Regions from separate parts of the Mus musculus genome. Here region 1 is linked to region 2. The links are chromatin contacts, called in public Hi-C maps. All regions are on one chromosome and are shown on one strand. The core of a region is the stretch at or near the end of the contact, and the rest is flanking DNA. Distances in the headings are between cores, read along the strand shown.

What was found. Hi-C and Micro-C count contacts between places; a contact is called where the count stands out from the background.
Region 1: a contact with region 2 is called in a Hi-C map of myocytes, with 1.5 times the contacts expected there. A contact is called at or near these places in 4 of 484 Hi-C or Micro-C datasets (embryonic stem cells, forebrain, myocytes and 1 more), 8 of 130 datasets of targeted methods (cardiomyocytes, embryonic stem cells, intestinal crypt epithelium and 3 more) and 2 of 9 other capture datasets (adipose tissue and pancreatic islet).

What each region holds. Positions count from the first base shown.
Region 1 is chr19:25,284,186-25,287,901 of GRCm38.p6, forward strand. All of the region lies in intron 2 of Kank1 (KN motif and ankyrin repeat domains 1), which reads left to right. Among named protein-coding and RNA genes, the nearest start is that of Kank1, 49 kb to the left of the region's middle.
Region 2 is chr19:25,234,645-25,238,343 of GRCm38.p6, forward strand. Kank1 (KN motif and ankyrin repeat domains 1) reads left to right here and starts at 2,331. Exons shown (of 14, transcript NM_181404.6): 1 at 2,331-2,673.

The DNA of each region.
Region 1 (3,716 bases), core at 901-3,400, 49 kb after region 2:
GAAGGAGAAGGAGAAGGAGAAGGAGAAGAAGAAGAAGAAGAAGAAGAAGAAGAAGAAGAAGAAGAAGAAGAAGAAGAAGAAGAAGAAGAAGAAGAAGAAGAAGAAGAAGAAGAAATACCATTGGTAAAAAACCTACTTGGTGGGTTTTAGTCTTTTCTCTGAAGCTGTTGACATCAGGGAATCAAGGACTTGGCTTTCTTGTGTGGGTGCATGTGGAATGTTAGAGTCTTGATACCATCAAATAGGACTTGAGATACTCAGAGTTGCAAACCTATTGGGAAACATGGGTGCTGCTCACTCACGTGCACACCCGAAGCAGTTGGGATAAACAGCCTTCGTTAGTGACCGCTGTAATTTTCAGTGTTGGTTTTAGATATTAATAACTCTAAGCAGAAGTTTCCATTTTAACTGTTTTTTTAATGCAAGCTGTTAAAATGTTTATTAAAAAATCCCCGGAGCCTGCCTTTTAACAATGTTTCTAGCCTACCCCTTCTTCCTACAACTGAATGTGAGCCTAATTGCAGACCTTAAGCAGTATCATCTTTGAGCTTAATCCCCAGGAACAGATAACCCACCTTCTCCTAAAGCCAGGGAAGTGACCTGGACTCAGGAGAGCTGGTGGGTTAGGGTGGGAAGCGCAGTGGCCTTCCCTTTGGATCCTAGTGCATTCATTCTTTTCTTTTCTTTTCTTTTCTTTTCTTTTCTTTTCTTTTCTTTTCTTTTCTTTTCTTTTCTTTTCTTTTCTTCTTTTTCTTTTTCTTTGTTTTGTTTGTTTGAGACAGTGTTTCTCTGTATAGCTCTGGCCGTCCTAGAACTCACTCTGTAGTTCTGATCTCAACTCAGTGGCTGATCACAAACTCAGATCCACCTGCCTCTGCCTCCAGAGTGCTGGGATTAAAATCGTGACCCACCACTGCCTGGCAATTTCTTCCATTTTCTACCCGATTTTGTTTCCATTCTTTCGCTGGGCTGCTTGTATTTTTTTACTTTCCTTCTCCTTTCCCCCTGACTCTGGAGCGATGTCTTCTGGATGTCTTAGCTTTAGGAGTCCATGCCTGTCCAGTCTCCTCAGTCTCTTGCATCTTGAGAATTGAGTTCTGGAGAGCAGAAGGGGAAAGTGGGAAAGAGACTTATGTCCATGGGGGAAAGCCATGTCACTCCTTGGGAAGTATGGAAATGGAGAAATATTCATGATAATCCCAGTACAGGAGAGGCAATGCAGGTGGATAGACCCGAGTTCAGGGCCAGCCTGGAATCTGTATTGACTTCCAGACAAGCCAGGGCTACATAGTGTGACCCCACCCCCACCCCATCCCCACCCCCATGAGGCTGTCCATCTGGGAGCTATAGCAGTTTACACAATGAGGTGTAGGACCAGATTCTATATACTAGGCTATTGTGATTTATAGTTTCATTTTGTTTTCTTGAGACAGGCTTTCTCTGAGTAACAGCACTGGCTGCCCTCGAACTCGTTTTGTAGACCAGGCTGGCCTTGAACTCACAGAGGATCCACCTGCCTCTGCCTCCTGAGTCCTGGGATTAAAGGCATGTGACACCATGACCCCACAAGATTTACTCATTTTTATTTTCTCTTAATGAGTACTTGCATGCATATATGTCTGTGTTCCTTGGGTATGCCTGGTGCCACAGAGTGTCAAATCCTGTGGACTGGATTTAGATGGTTGTTAGTGAGTGCTGAGAAAGGTACCCAGACTCTCTGTAAGAGCACAACACCAACACCCCCTGACACCCTCCACACACACACACACACACACACACACACACACACACACACACACACTCTTGGCTGCTGAGTCAGCTCTCAAGCCTGGTTCTTAGGCTCTTTCACCTGGAGTCTGCTGGCTATTTCAATGAAAAGGCTCATACCTGCTTATCTTTCCTTTTTCTGGAAACCAGACCATTGTTGGCAGGCTTCACTCTGACACTATGGCGTGCCTGAGAATCTGACGGGCACTTTGAAATTAGCTGCCTGCTCTGGAAGACAGTGCATGGAACTGTTAAAAATTCACTCTCTTCTGTGCACCAGACCCTGAGCCTGGTTTTGGAAGCACAGCCAAGGACAGGCATGGTGCCAGCCCCTGTGCAGCTTGCAGTGTGGCGACAAGGACGCTAGACAGCATGACTAATGGGCAATAAATAAAGAGACCCTGAAATGGGAGCCCATGGCTTAGCCTAGACCACACAAGCATTCCCTGAGAGGTGACTGGCACCAGAGGATTAATAGCATCTGCTGTGTGTGAAGGTTGGGATAGGTGCTCTGAGGCATAACTGTGGGACATTTGCAAAGGCCCTGAGATAGGAACGGGCTCTTCCCTGCTTGAAGAACAGATTGGGGCTATGCGATTGCTAAGGGTCTGGGCTCAGGTGAATTAACAGTTCAGGCCTGTTCACGCCTCTGTCCTCAGCATTGAAAGGAGTATTCAACAACAGTGCTAATATCAACGCAGTGTATATTTAAGCTTTTTTACTTTTTATTTTTCTTAACCCAGGGTCTCATTTAGACTAGAATAGCTTTAAACTCCTCCTGAGTGTTGGAATTAAAGGCATGGAGCCCCACTTGCAGCTACCCAGTATGAGTGTGAAAGATCCTGAAGCGACGTCTTTGTAAATGGTGCTTTGGTCTTCTAATTATAATATTAAGCATTATAATGTTAACCACAAGAAGGAAGGAAAAGGCTCACTGAATGAAGTCAAAGAAACTTGGAATGTTGCCTGTCTCCTACTTCAGCCAAGATCTCATTTTTTTAAAAAAATCTTCCAGTCCCATCCTTGGCTAATCTGCCCTGTATCTTGCCCTGGCTTCTCCCTCACTGTCAGTTAAAGGGTCGGTAAGGAAAGTCTTAGGAGGTGCTTTCTCTTGGTCACAGTATGTGCAGTTGGATGGCTTACACACTTTTTTGTGGGTTGTGTTGTTTGTGTTTGTTTGTTTGTATTGTTACTTTTTTTTTTAGGATCCAGCCCAGAACGAGCTATTTGTAGCTGGCTTTGTTCTTCTCTCTGTCCTTTTAAATCATTACTTACGGGTGCTTCATGTAAAAAGCACTTTAGATGTTTGCATCCCTTGTCCTCTATGGACTCAGGTGTGTTCAGGAGCATTTATAACTGAACAGTTTATAATAAAATATAATATTAAGCCGGGCGGTGGCGTACGCCTTTAATCCCAGCACTTGGGAGGCAGAGGCAGGTGGATTTCTGAGTTCGAGGCCAGCCTGGTCTACAAAGTGAGTTCCAGGACAGCCAGGGCTATACAGAGAAACCCTGTCTTGAAAAAACAAAAACAAACCCAAAATATAATATTAATAAAATATAATAAAATTATTTTTGGACACTGAGGCCTGCTTGCTGTAGGACAGCAAGTTTTTTGTTTTGTTTTGTTTTTGATTGCTTTTTTTTCCTTCAATACTTCCTTTTTCCCTTTCATTCTCTCCCTCCCTCCCTCCCTCCCTCCTTCCCTCCCTTCCTTCCTTCCTTCCTTTCTTCTTTCCTTTCCTTTTTTGAGTTGTTATCCCCCTGCCTCAGTCTCTGAGGCCTTGGGTCACAGGTAGCAGTAACTTCAGCCTCTTGATCCTCATGACTTCTCCGCGATGAGGGCTGCGTGACACAGTCTCACTTATGTGTTTTGAAATTGAGGTCACAGAGTTTCCCAGGAGTTCCTAGGTGGGCCACGGTGAAGCAGAGACCTCGGCTGTTTTTAG
Region 2 (3,699 bases), core at 1,081-3,580:
CTTCAGGTGTTATTCCAAGGGAAAGAGGCCCCAGCTTTCAGAGCCTTCATATCGCTATGTTTTCATTCATAGGAAACAAAAACCAGGCAAACCTTAGAGACAGAAAGTAAACAGTTTAGTGGTTGCCAGGAGCTACGGGAGGGGAAGGGAGAGGAGGGGAGGGAAGGGGAGGGGAGGGGAGGGGAGGGGAGGGGAGGCTGCTGATGGCTGTGGGGTTTCTTTGCAGGGTACAATGAGTGGTACTTCTGAATACACTCAAACACCCCCCAACTGTGCACAGTGAGGGTGAGTTAAATGATGTGTCAATTGGCTTTAATGTAAAAGAATGAGTAAATCAAAGATAAAATTTCAAATATAAATCTGAAAATTGAATCTATTTTTCATCCCCGAGACAAGGTCTCACTGTGTAGCATTGAATAATCTGGAGACCAAGCTGGCCTTGAACCCCCAGAGATGCATCTGCCTCTGTATCCCAAGTGCTGCGGCTAAAGACTTGCACTACCACACTGGGCCTGCTGTGTTTTATTGATCACATCGGCCCACTCTTTGAGATCCTATATGTTTAATGCTTGCTGAGTAAATGTAAGGAGGGAGAAATGAAGGGGAAGTCAAGACTTGGAATTCTGGAGGGGTAGGCATTACAAACTATTTTTTTTGCATGTGTATGTATGTATGTTCATGTGTAGGCACACTAGTGTGTGCAGATGAACATATATACTCATGTGAGCATGTAGAAGCCAGAACTTGAAGTCAGATGTCTTCCTGGACGGCTTCCCACCTTATTTACTAAGGCAGCCAGTCTTCCTGAACTTACAGCCCACTGACTGAGCAGTCTAGCTAGCCAGGTGAGGACATTTGAAAAACAGGAATCCCATGGTTCCGATCCTCTCCCTGTAAGCACGTTTCTCAGGAATTATCCTGTATGAGTGGTGTCTCCCACACCATCTACTGAATCCAAGGACCCTCTTAACCCATGTAGAAACTGAGGTTCCCAGGAGGAGACCTTTTGCTCTGTTACCCATTGCCTTTTGCTTGTTCTAACAGTCTGGTCTAGGAGAAGGGGTGCTGTGTGTGTGTGTGTGTGTGTGTGTGTGTGTGTGTGTGTGTGTGTGTGTGTGGTGGAGTGGGCACGAAACAATCGAGACGATCAGAACCTTCAAATCTGTCTTTATGGTTGTTTTAGCAATACCCATTTTTCATATAGCTCAGCCTGGCCTGGAACTTGCTATTTAGCAAAGGATCCTCCTCGCTCCAGATTTTTTCTTCTTCTTCTTCTTCTTCTTCTTCTTCTTCTTCTTCTTCTTCTTCTTCTTCTTCTTCTTCTTCTTCTTCTTCTTCTTCTTCTTCTTCTTCCTCCTCCTCCTCCTCCTCCTCCTCTTCCTCCTCCTCTTCTCCCCACCCCCTTTCTTCTCTTTTTGGTTTTCTGTGTAGCCCTGGCTGTCTGGAACTCACTCTGTAAACCAGGCTGGCCTGGAACTCAGAGATCCGCCTGCCTCTGCCTCTCAAGTGCTGGGACCAAAGGCATGCAGCATCACTGCCCGGCTTCCAGGCTTCTGTTATGTTCCCCAGCAGTTATGTTGTTTTTGATCACTGGACTCTCTGTCTTTGGCCATCTTCTTGAAAGAGGACTTGTGCCTCAGTTCCCAACTCATCTCTTGTGGATCTACTGCCCTTTCTTCTGATGAAGCTTTTAGGGACAAGTGACTTCTTTCTTGTGCTCCACACCCTGTAGCCAGGCCTTGTCAGTTTGGACTCCAGACTCCTCACTCTGCTAGGAGTGCTGGAAGGAATGAATCTAGGTCCCTGCGGCTTGCTAGTTGGCTGGAACTTTCCATCGGCTCCAGAGCGGACTTGAAACCTCGAGTCTCCTACTCCATTCAGGTTCCCAAGCCAACGTCTTAACGGCGCCCGGTAACAGGCGCTATTAGGGTGCTACTCTGCTCCTGGCGCGCCCAGCTCCCAAGGTCGAAAACTTGCTCGCACCGAACCCCCTCCAGGGCGAATGGGAGGGTCGCTCGGGCGGGTAGGAACCAGTGGTGTGGAGGTGCGCCTAGGAGAGTCGCGGCGGCGCGCAGGCGCACTGGGCTCTCCACGGCCGGCTCTCGGGTACAAAGAGCGCGCGGTGCCTTGCGGACTTCTCGGTTAGAGCTGCAGCCGGTTTGTGTCCCTGCACTCGGTGGCTCCCGGCAGCCGCAAGTTACTCTTGCACGGCCACTGCAGGATTCTGCTCCGCGATCTAGTGTAACTGGGGTTTGAGTCTGGCGCTGCCCGAGGCCCCGCCCAGCGCTTCTCGGTCCCTCCCCGCGAGCCGCCCGCCCTGTGCCAGCTCCAGATTCGCGGCGCTGGAGGTGAGTAGTGGCAACGCTGCGCTCCTGTCCCCTGCAGGGACGATCTGGGGCGCCTGAACTCCGACTCTACCCTGAGCCAACAGGGTGCCCAGCCTCACACTCTTGGCGCGTGCTGGAGCGCACGGCGACACTGGCCCTGAGATTGCCCTGGGAAGGTCCGTGGGGTTGCCTTGGCTAGCAGTCGCCTGGGATCACCGCTGGCGCTCGAGGGGGCGGCGCCTCCCGACCTGGAGTGGGGCGCGCTGGTCCTTTGATACTAAGCCGTCCTTTCGGAGCCGGAGTGCAGTGCAGTGCAGTGCAGCGCCCTTTTCCGAGGCGTCCCAGGGTAAGATTGGTGTACCCTCTGGCAGTAGGAAGCGGCGATTAGTGCTCCTTTATCCCGGTCCCGGAGCGGCAGGTGGCCCTAGCTGGTGTTGCAGGGTCTGGGCGTGGGGGAGGGGTGGGTGCGGCCTTTAGGGGCCGCCCTAAGCTCCGGGACCTGCTTGAGTTCCTGAGGACCTGCAGTGTCAGGTCCAGCAGGACGGGTGGCAGCGTCCCGGGGCACACTTGGTCGCGCAGGTACGTGGGAAACCCCGCGCTCGGGAGCCGCGGAGCTGGTGAGTCTCATCCCCCCTCACCAGGTCCCTTTGCAACTTTCAAAGGCAACTTTTCGCGGGCGGTCCGGCCTGAGCTGACTCCGCGCGGCTGACCCGGCGCAGGCCTCGTTGTTCGCGTTGGCAATGTTCTGTGGCGTCCCCCAGCGCTTGTTTTCTGCACTTCTCTCCCGAGGTGCCTCTCCGTTCGTCTAATTAAAGTATGGAATCAGACCGAGAGCCCAAGACTAATCAGGAATGCCAATCCCCCGGATCAGTGACCTTGGTTGTCACCTGGGCTACTTGGGAACCAAAGCCTCCTTGCGTTAATTGCGAGTTTGTTAGAGTTGGCTTTTATGCGGTACTTAGTTATCTTGTTTCTCATTTCGTGCATCGCTCTCCAGTAAGTTGTTGGGCTCTTCAATGTTTAATCTATTTAAGTTTTATTTTAAAAGTTGGATGTAATACACATCAATATACTTTAAAATTCATGAGTCATTGGCTTTTCATATAATAATAAAATTATGCCATCAACAACGCTCCCACCTCTCCACAAAAACCATCTCCGGGACCGAGCGGCTGCTGTTTCTGTCTCTTCCCTCGGGTAAGAGGGATAGATAGATAGTGAGAAGACACGTAATCAACCTTCGGTTGTTTTACAGCTAAATTTTGGGAAAGTGCTGAGCAGGGCGGCTGCGGGAAAGTGTGTCAGTTGATTGGGGAGATTAAAAAGGGTGAGGATGGAGGAGTGTCTGTCTGCCCGTGCAGACATTCACTTA